Regions from separate parts of the Macaca mulatta genome. Here region 2 is linked to region 1. Evidence: chromatin contacts called from public Hi-C data. All regions are on one chromosome and are shown on one strand. Each heading gives the region's core, a stretch centred on a gene start, on an enhancer-like site or on the middle of the called end of the contact. The rest is flanking DNA. Distances are from core to core; before and after follow the strand shown.

Region 1 (4,659 bases), core at 1,087-3,586:
CCATTTAATTCTGAAAACAACGTTGTAAAGTAGGAAGTTTTATTATGGCTCTGAACAGAACCATCATACAGAAAAGTCTTCATGCTAAAGTGTACTAAGGTGGTTGTTGTTTTTTTTTTCTGGAACCCTTCACTAGGCTGCCAAGACACCTGCCTTGGATCTCCTTCTATTTCCCCGGTTGTTCCTTTACTATCTCCTTTGCTGAGTACTCCTCCTCTTCTTTTTTAATGTTGGAGTGCCCCAGGGCTTACTTCTTGGTCTACTTCTTTTCTTTAGCTACATAATCTAGTTGATCTCAATATCATCTGTACACTAACAACTTCCAAATTTGTATCTACCCCAGATACATATATCTAATTGTCTACACCTATCTTCACATGGATGTTTAACAGACATCTCAAGCTTACCATATCTAAATCAGAGTTTACAAATACAATGTCCACCCCGCCCTCCAATACTTGTTCTTTCTCAATCTCCCTAATCCCAGTAAAGGGCAACTCCATTCTCCCCAGAGCTCAGAACAAAATCCTTAGGATCATCTTTCTTTTTTATACGCGAATCTACCAGCAATCCTGAGTACTTTACCTTCTAAACAGATTCAGAACCTGACCACTTCTCTCAGTCACTGGGACTCTAATCCAAGCCATCCCTACTTTTCATCCCAGCCAGGTTAATCTCCTTGCTTGCTCTCTTGCCTCACTATGCATGTTACCCATACAGCAGTCATCTTAAAAAAAACAAAACAAAACAAAACAAAACAACAACAACAACAAACACACACACACACACACACAAACTTCGTATTATGAACTTCTGTTTATTTATGAATTTTGAGACGGAGTCTCGCTCTGTTGCCGAGGCTGGAGTGCAGTGGCGCCATCTTGGCTCACTGCAACCTCCGCCTCCTGGGTTCAAGTGATTCTCCTGCCTCAGCCTCCCGAGTAGCTGGAATTACAGGCGTCCACCACCATGCCCGGCTAATTTTTTGTATTTTTAGTAGAGACGGGGTTTCTCCATGTTGGTCAGGCTGATCTCGAACTCCCGACCTCAGGTGATCCGCCCGCCTCGGCCTCTCAAAGTGCTGGGATTACAGGCGTGAGCCACCGCGCCCGGCCTCTGTCTGTCTTTTTGTGGGATATTTTCAAACAAATCCCAGAAAAGTCATCCTTTTAATGATCAGATCAAGCTACTGACCACTTTCTAATTGCTTCTCATCTCAGTAAAAGCCAAGTCCTTCATCATGGCCTACAAGGCCTGGGTAATCTGTGATTACTCCACGCCACACCCATTCCCTCCGCTGTCCTCCTGACCTCACTCTGCTTCATTAGAGGGTCTCCCACCCTCGCGACCCCAGCAAGCATCATCTGGAGAGCTTGTTAAAGCGCACGCTGCTGGGCCCCACCCCCAGAGTTTCTGGTTCAGTAGGTCTAAAGTGGAACTGGAAAATTCGCATCTCTAACAAGTTCGCAGGTGCTACTGCTTCCAGCGGGCATACTTGGAGAACCACCAGCTGCATTGTTCTCCTTTCCCTTCCTCAACAAAGCAGGCAGGATCTTGCTTAGCAGTCTCCACGCTGCTCTTCCCTCTGCCCTGGGCATTCTTTGCATTACTCAAAGTCCCTGTTATTCCATCTCTGTTTAACTCATGCCTTTTGGGAGGCCTTCCCTGATCACTCCTTATAAAATCTCTTTACCTCTCCTCATCCTCATTTATGTTCTTCATGGTAAGCATCACTTTGTTTCTGTCATCCCGTCTAGATGGACAGCTCCACAAGCACAGAGACTTGCTGTGTTTTGCTGTCACGTCCCCAGCACTAAAACCTTGCCTAGCAGATGCTCACTTCACTTGTCCAAGGAATGGATAGCACACTGAGGAGGCACAGCTTCTTGCTTGGGACACTGGACAGGCAAATCATTTCTTCTTGACTCAGTTCCACCATTTGTAAGGGCACTGGTTGGTTATGCCTACCCTTCCCATCTCCCTGGGTATAGGCTCAAATGAAAAGAATAACGTGTACACGCCCGCGAAGCAGAGCAGTAAGTGGATACCGGGCATTATCCGAACGCCGCGCGTTCGGCCGCCCTTTTTCTGCACGGAGAACCCCCTCCACTCCCATTTTCCAGCGCCCCCGTCCCGGAGATCCACAGACCCGCTGTGGGCGGCCGCCGCCCGCGTCCCGGCCTGCGGGCCAGGGTCTGGGCACGCCCGCCCCGCTCCCGGCTGGCGCCCGCCCGCCTCCAGAAGCAGCAGAAACAGCAGCAGCAGCGGTAGCAGCAGCAGGAGGAAGGGGAGGCGCCGAGGGAGGGGTCCTCGGCAGCCGCGGGAGGCCGCATCGCAGTCCCGTCACAGCGTCGGCGCCGGCCGGGGCCAAACCCGGAAGTGGCTGAGCCCGCGCGCCCGCCGGTCCCGTCGCCGCCGCCCAGCACTCGGGCGAGCGCGGGAGCCGCGCAGTAGACGGAGCGCGCCTGGCCGAGCCGGCCATGGCCGCGGGGGCCGCCGCCGCAGGTGGTGGCGCGCGGTGAGGAGAGCGCGGCGCCCCCTCCGGGGCGGATGGAACGCGGCTCGGCGGGCGGGCAGTGCCGGCGTCCGCGGCTGGAATGGTGCTGGCGGCGGCGGTCGGTGCCTGCGTTCTGAAGCCCGAGAGGAGCCACAATGGAGACGCCGCCGCTGCCTCCCGCGTGAGTGAGCGGGCGGGCGGGCTGCGCCGCTGCGGATAAGCGCGCCGCTGCGGCGCGTGTCGCTGGCCGCGGGCGCAGCTCTGGGGACGGCCGCCTGGAGCCGCCGGGGCCGGCGGGAGGTGGGAGATGCGGGGCGTGACGAGGCGCTGTGCCCGCAGTCCGGAGCGGACGCGGACGGAAACTCAGCCTGGCCAGGCGGTGACTTAAAACGCTGCCCAGGATTTCTGGGGAAGGGTCTTCCCCATCTCGGGCGAATAGAAGATTCGGGGTGGGGCTGTGCATGGGTGACCCTGCCGATCCTGTGTGTACCTTCCTGAAATGCCTGGGCACCTGGTGCCCAGCTTGCCTACCCCTTTATAAGAGATCAAGCTAGGATGCACTGAGTCCGTTGAAAAAAGGAAACTGTAAAGTACCAGTCGCCCGCTGTCTAAATGAATTGATTCTAGGTTGCTTGATTCCCCGAATTTCTAACAAAATTAATATCCGAGGAGCTTTTGCATCACTCTAAATGAGCGGCGGTCGTTCAGGGCATGTGACCTCTTTTACCTGGCACTGCAGAACGTTTTATCCAGAAATCAGAGCATCTTCTGTTTCCTTCGTACCTCGGGCTAATTAGTAGCGTATCGACCTGCCAGGCACAGGTGTCTTTTTTCTTTGGTACCCAAGTACATTCAAGATCACTGGCAACAGAATTACTTTCTAGAAATAATAGCTGAAACATTATGTAGAAGACATTATTGCATTATTCAGAAAAAGGTTTTTTTTTAAAAAAAAAATTCTAGTTTTTAGTTTTAAAAACATCTTGGTAAAAGTGAACTGTAAATACCCAGGAGTTTCGAAAATTTCAATTTTGGTTCCCTCTTCTCTTAGGAGGGAACAAGAGTCCTTTGAATCTGACTTTTCAAATCGCAAACAAACCTCATCCTGAAGAATGGTGTACCTTTTCATGAGAGCTTATTCATGGAGGCTTGTCGTTCTCCGGTTAGATTTGGCAAGCTTCACTCCATACCAATTGTACCGCACCAGCCTCTTGTGGTTATTTGGCAGAATTCCAGCCAAAATAAGGATACTTGGCTTGGGTTGAATAATTTTTTGATGTTCAGCCCTTTAAGGAGAGCTAATAGGATTCTGAAACGACAGTTTCTAAAAGTGCGTTTCAGAATTTTTAGCTTGAGTGGAACAGGTCGTGGAAATCTAGGGGGTAGATGATAAGACTCTTGAATTGGCCTTCCTGGGCTGACAGAAGCAGGGGCTTAGTCACCTCTCGATAGCTGTGGCTTTGAGGGCTGTGAGATTTGGTCATGTTCTTCAGCAGGCTGGAGGAAGGCACCTGAACTCGTAGGAAATATGATGGTGGATGGTTTACATCAGCAGCATGAACACACGGGGGTCTGCCCAGGCTCAGAAGCACTTAAGGCAGGATATGCTAGCTGTATTTAGACAGCACATGGTATATAATATGTAACATGTAGGTATGTTATCTGTAGTAAACCTGCCTTCTATATAAGTTCCTGCAGTTGCTTTTTACTTTTGGAACAGAGGGAACTAAAGGAAAGAATAAGGGAATCTTAGCATGCAGGTGAAAAGAAGGGGGTGGAAAAGTAGGCTCTGGAGGGAGGGAATAGAGACACAGATGATTTAAATTGAAACACTAAAAAATGAAATTGATGTATGCATTCAAACATTGATAAACTGACTCTAGGGTAGATCAGCTAATCATAATTTTGATGACCAGCACCATTTTTTGGCATTGAGATTCCATCAATAGTGCTGAAACAGTGAGAGGCTGAGATATAGTGGGAAACCTGGAATGCCAGCCGGGATGAAAGAATTGTTAAAACTTCTTTCAATCATGGGTAGCTAAAGTTGGTGAGACTTTTTCTTTGTTTCTATCTATTTAATTATAAATACAAGTAGGTTTTTATTTTCATTTGGTTCTATCCAGCATTAAACCTAATTCAAGAACTCATTATGGTGTTAT
Region 2 (4,659 bases), core at 1,358-3,857, 120 kb after region 1:
TTGTTCCCTGAGCTCCTGTTAATCTTCATTGTAGGTAAATAAGTAAGTTGAGCTGCTGCATGAGCATTTTTTTCCAGCTCTAAGCCTTTAAGGTTTAAAATAATCTGACCTCTCCATACACCTACACCTGCTCTGATTTAGAAAATGTAATACTATGGTAGAATTCCAAATCAGAAATAATTACTGACATTTACTGATCTTATATGCCAGAGACTGTGCAAAGGACTTTACATACATTATGTAATCATCATAAAGAACTCTTTGAGGTGTAGGTATTATTATTTTACAGAAGTACCAGATAAGACAGAGAAGTAACTTACCCACTGCTGATAAAATGCCAAGCCTAGGAAGTCTGGCTCGACAGTGGGTTCTATTGATGCTTACCTGATAGGGGATAGCAGATTTGGGAAGAGAGAAAAGTTGGGTGAAAGTTCAGTCATCACACAACCAATAGGATGGGGACCTCTGGAGCTGGGATGCTCAAGCAAAGTAGTCCTACATTGGTTTAAGGGCTTTTATACCCCCGTTTCAACCAGTTGCTTGACTAGCTGTTCCCCAGAAAGGGGGTATACCCCTGGGGAGAGGTGCTTCTCTTTGGCAGTACTCAGCAGCTGGAGGAATGCCTGCTTAGGTCTTGAAGAGGGGGGATCTGGGTGGTGTGCCACAGTATCCACTACAGGACCAACAGATTCATATGCCCACTGCACAGTATACACTGAGACAGCAAGATTTGCAGCAGAGAAAGAGTTTAGTGATGGCAGGGCACTGAGAGGAGATGGGAGGAGACCCTCAAATTCATCTCCTCGAGGAGTTCTGTATTGGGGTTTTTAAGGGGATCCTGGAGGGCAAGAGGCTGGAAAATTAGGGTCGTTGATTGGCTCAGGTAAGGGGGATGAAATCATCAGGATGTGGGAACTGCATTCTTTGGTGAGTCAGCTCCTTGTGGTCCTTCAGACCAGCTGAGTCCGTAGTTTCATCAGCATGAAGGACCTGAAAGATTATCTCAAAGCACAAACTCAACGTTTCATAATATTCAAGTTGTCTGTAGAGCAGTTAGGGGAAACTATAACCTTGTAACAGGGTCTACATGATTCTGAAGCAATAGGCAAACAATTATGAGGAAGGGATCAGACAGCAAGTTGACCTAATGATTAATCCTCAGTGTGCCGCAAGCTTGGTTTATTTTCGTTCCCCCCACCCCTTTTTCCCAGATTAATTTGATGAACTATGTAGGGACGGTTTCAGACACCACTCTAAAGGCATCCTAAAGACAGGGCTGACACAACCAAGGGACAGATCCCATTTCTTTTCATTTGACGTGACCTCTGTCATGATACTTTAGAAAGAATGTGTGTGCCAAACATAAGGGGTAGACGAATGAGTACAGGTCACACTGAATCTAAAAAACACACTTTTCAGGAGGGAACTTCCTCAAGGAGATAGCACCTGAATTGATGGGGCGGCGTGGAGATGGCTGATTATTCCAGGCAGAAGGGCCAGTTTAAGCAAAAGCATGGAGGAGTGAAACAATAGTATTCTGTTTTCAGAAGCTGTGTAGATTTGACATATACATAATCAAAACATCATATGTGCGCCGTAAACACAATTTTTGTAAATTATACCTTAATAAAGATGGAGGAAAAAGGGCCTTCACTAGCCCAAATGATGCCCCTGTGCGGTTTTTTCTTTAAAGGCCCCTTTTCCTTTAAGTGAAAGTTTTAGTATATTATGCATCTGTACACAGTTTTATTATTATACCCCAGTACACAATATTTTAATGTTGAGAGATGGCGTAAACTGAGCTTAGAGCTGCAAAGACCTGCGTCAGGCCCCCGCCCCTGGGCCCTCATCGTCCAGCACAGCAACTGCAACATCACCTGGGCGTTTTCAGCTCACGTAGCGAGGTCAAGGTCCTGGGAGCCGAAATCTCCCTTGATGTTCAATCTTTTTAAATCTTTCTGCAAAATGACGATAATCGCATTTGAAATTCTCCGTTTTCAAAATACAGGGATTTATTAAAGGATACGTAGGCTGGGGAAACAAGGGAGACGAAAGATCTAAATCTAAAAGGTAGACCAGAAAAAGGCAAGGGTGTCTAGCAACACAAAACAGTCAACATAGATTTTAAGACTCATTTATACTCTTTTCCTCCCGGGTTTGGGAGTTGCGGCTGCTACACAGGTCACAGTTGAAATAAAAGTCCTGGGACGGCGGCTGGCCCGACACTCTCGCCCCAGCACAGCGCAGGCTCTGACTGCCAATCTGCTGGGACCGCAGTTGCCAAGGCGACTCCGCGCGGCAGGGCAGGGCGGCCATCCGTCTGTGCCCGCCCCCTCACGCCGTGACGCGCTCTCACGCTTCCGCGCCTCCTGGCGCCCCGCGACGCCTGCCATTGGCTGGCCCTGCGGGTCTCACTATCCTCACTCCATCCGCGGAGCCAATGGCTGGGACCGCCAGGGGCTCCTTCGCGCGAGTCACACGATGTCGGCAACTGCACAGACCAATCACCGCGCCGAGAAGACGGGGCGGGAGCCCTCGCAGGCCAATAACGACAGGACTGAGCGCCTGGCCCACCGGGCTCCACCCCCGAGCCGGGCGAGGCAAGTTCCGAGGTCGGAACACCTGGCTGATCCTGGGTGACGGTGGCCGGCAGTCATCTCGCGGCCGTTCAGGTGAGGGGGTCGGGGGAGTGGCTCGTGAGTGAGGAAGGGGCAGCAGGTGGGCTCCCACCCGGTGCTCCGTGAGATCGAGGGGAGCGGGTTCGGGGTGCGGATGCGCGCGCTGGGCCGGACGCTGGCAGTGGTACCCGAGAAGGGGCGGAGGGAGACTGGAGTCAAGGTGGGCCTAGGGAAGGTACGTGCTAGAAAGGAGGAAAACGGAGTGAAATTCTTCAGTGATGGAACTAGGCTAGGACATGTTTCTTGCCCTTTAAAGAGTGTTGTCTTCGGGAGATGGGACGTAGAAGACAGTTGCAGCACAGGGTGGTAGCTTGGCGAAAGTTATACAAAAGCAGGAAACACTGGAAGGAGGTAAGATGTAATGTGCTTTGGGAGTAGGGGGGTGGGAAGGGCGTCCGAGAGGAGGTTGCTGAAGGGTGACTAGGAGTTGGATGGGAGGACATCACCTGTAAGGGAACGATATTTCCGTGGGCAGAGAGGAATGAAGCAGTAGCAACCATGGGTGATCAGATACTGTAAAAATGTGAAGTGTAGGATGGCGAGAATGTAACAAATGAAGAGTGAAGAAGTCTGGAAGGGCCTCGTGTGCATCAATCACAGAGGGGCTTGATCTTTATGCTTAGGGCAAGCACTCCCTTGAACTTTGAGTGTTTTAAGGAGCTTATTTCTTATGTTTAGATTTATATAGATCCTGGCATTGCATCTTAGAGATAAGGTTTAAGAAGGGCAAGCTTGGAGGCAGGGCAAGTCCAGAAAATGAAGGAGCTGGTGAAATCCGTTTTAAAGTGCCAAAGGACAGAGACTGGCTGACAGCTAAACTTCAAGGTTTCTGAGAATCCACAAATAACTAAATTTATCTAGTCAGCCTGCTCCAGAGTACGCTTCCAGTCATTTAGGTTGCCCAAGAATGAGTAAAGCAAAAGGAAATTCAATTTTCCAAGACCTCGTTTCCCCCTCCTCTTTAATTCCTTAATCAGTTAGCAACAATATATCCATTCCCTTGCTCCTTTGTGAAAAGTAAGTTCCTGAATGTTAAGTAAACCAAGTGTTTCTAAATTGGGTAAGAGTTGGAAGACTTAATCAAGGCAGCAGAGATGGGAGACACTTAAAACTTTATGTCTGAGAATTAAGCATTAAAGGTGGTCTAGCATTTGGGCGGGGTTTGTGAGGAGCACGTACTGAACCTTTGGACCTGCTGAGTGAGTTCGTGTGCCTCTGAACTCTCTGATTGGATATGACCAGTAAACTTGGATAATCAGATCCTGGAGTTTAGGGGAGAGGGCAAGAGGTAGAAAGGATGGATATCAGCGTATTTTTAAAACAGAAAATAGTTAAGATCACCCAAGACCATCTAGAATCGTTAGAAGGGAGTAAGGAAGGCATTATTGGGAAACTTTCCAGCTTGAATTCTCATATTCTTTCTACTCTCCTGGTTGAGTTTTTGGAGTGCTGTTCTCTCTGTGCAAAACCCCTCCCTTGACCCTCTCTCCCTCGCTCTATTTTTTAACTTGTCAGTTTCCTCTCCTGTTCTAGGTCTCAGTTTAGATAGCACCTTTCTCTAGAAGTTCATAGCACTGTGTATTCCCCCCTTTATTTTTCTTATCACCTAATTTTTGATGGTTTGGACACTAGTTGTTATTCCTCACTAAATTTTGTGTTTTGTGAACTCAGGGGTAAGGGCAGCAGCTGGCACAATGAATGCACAATACTTGTCAGAGTGAATGCATTTGAGTTCCAAGAACCAAGGAAAGGCAGTATTTCAAGAAGAGAAATATCAAATCTTCCAGATTAGTCAAATAAAATAAACTACAAAAACCAAAGAGTTTATTGAGTTTGGCAACTGGAGATCCATAGCGATTTTTTTGTTTGTTTGTTTTTTTGAGACGGAGTCTCGCTCTGTTGCCCAGGCTGGAGTGCAGTGTCGGGATCTCAGCTCCCTGCAACCTCAGCCCCCCAGGTTCAAGCAATTCTCCTGCCTCAA

Evidence for each region. A called contact is a pair of places that touch in the nucleus more often than the background predicts.
Region 2: a contact with region 1 is called in a Hi-C map of fetal cortex germinal zone, with 3 times the contacts expected there. The contact joins the promoter of MSMO1 here to the promoter of KLHL2 in region 1. A contact is called at or near these places in 4 of 14 Hi-C or Micro-C datasets (cortical neurons, fetal cortex germinal zone, fetal cortical plate and 1 more).

The regions. Positions count from the first base shown.
Region 1 is chr5:173,762,105-173,766,763 of T2T-MMU8v2.0, forward strand. KLHL2 (kelch like family member 2) reads left to right here and starts at 2,337. Exons shown (of 14, transcript XM_015139450.3): 1 at 2,337-2,678.
Region 2 is chr5:173,879,448-173,884,106 of T2T-MMU8v2.0, forward strand. It overlaps MSMO1 (methylsterol monooxygenase 1), which reads left to right and starts at 2,608. Exons shown (of 6, transcript NM_001260803.1): 1 at 2,608-2,672.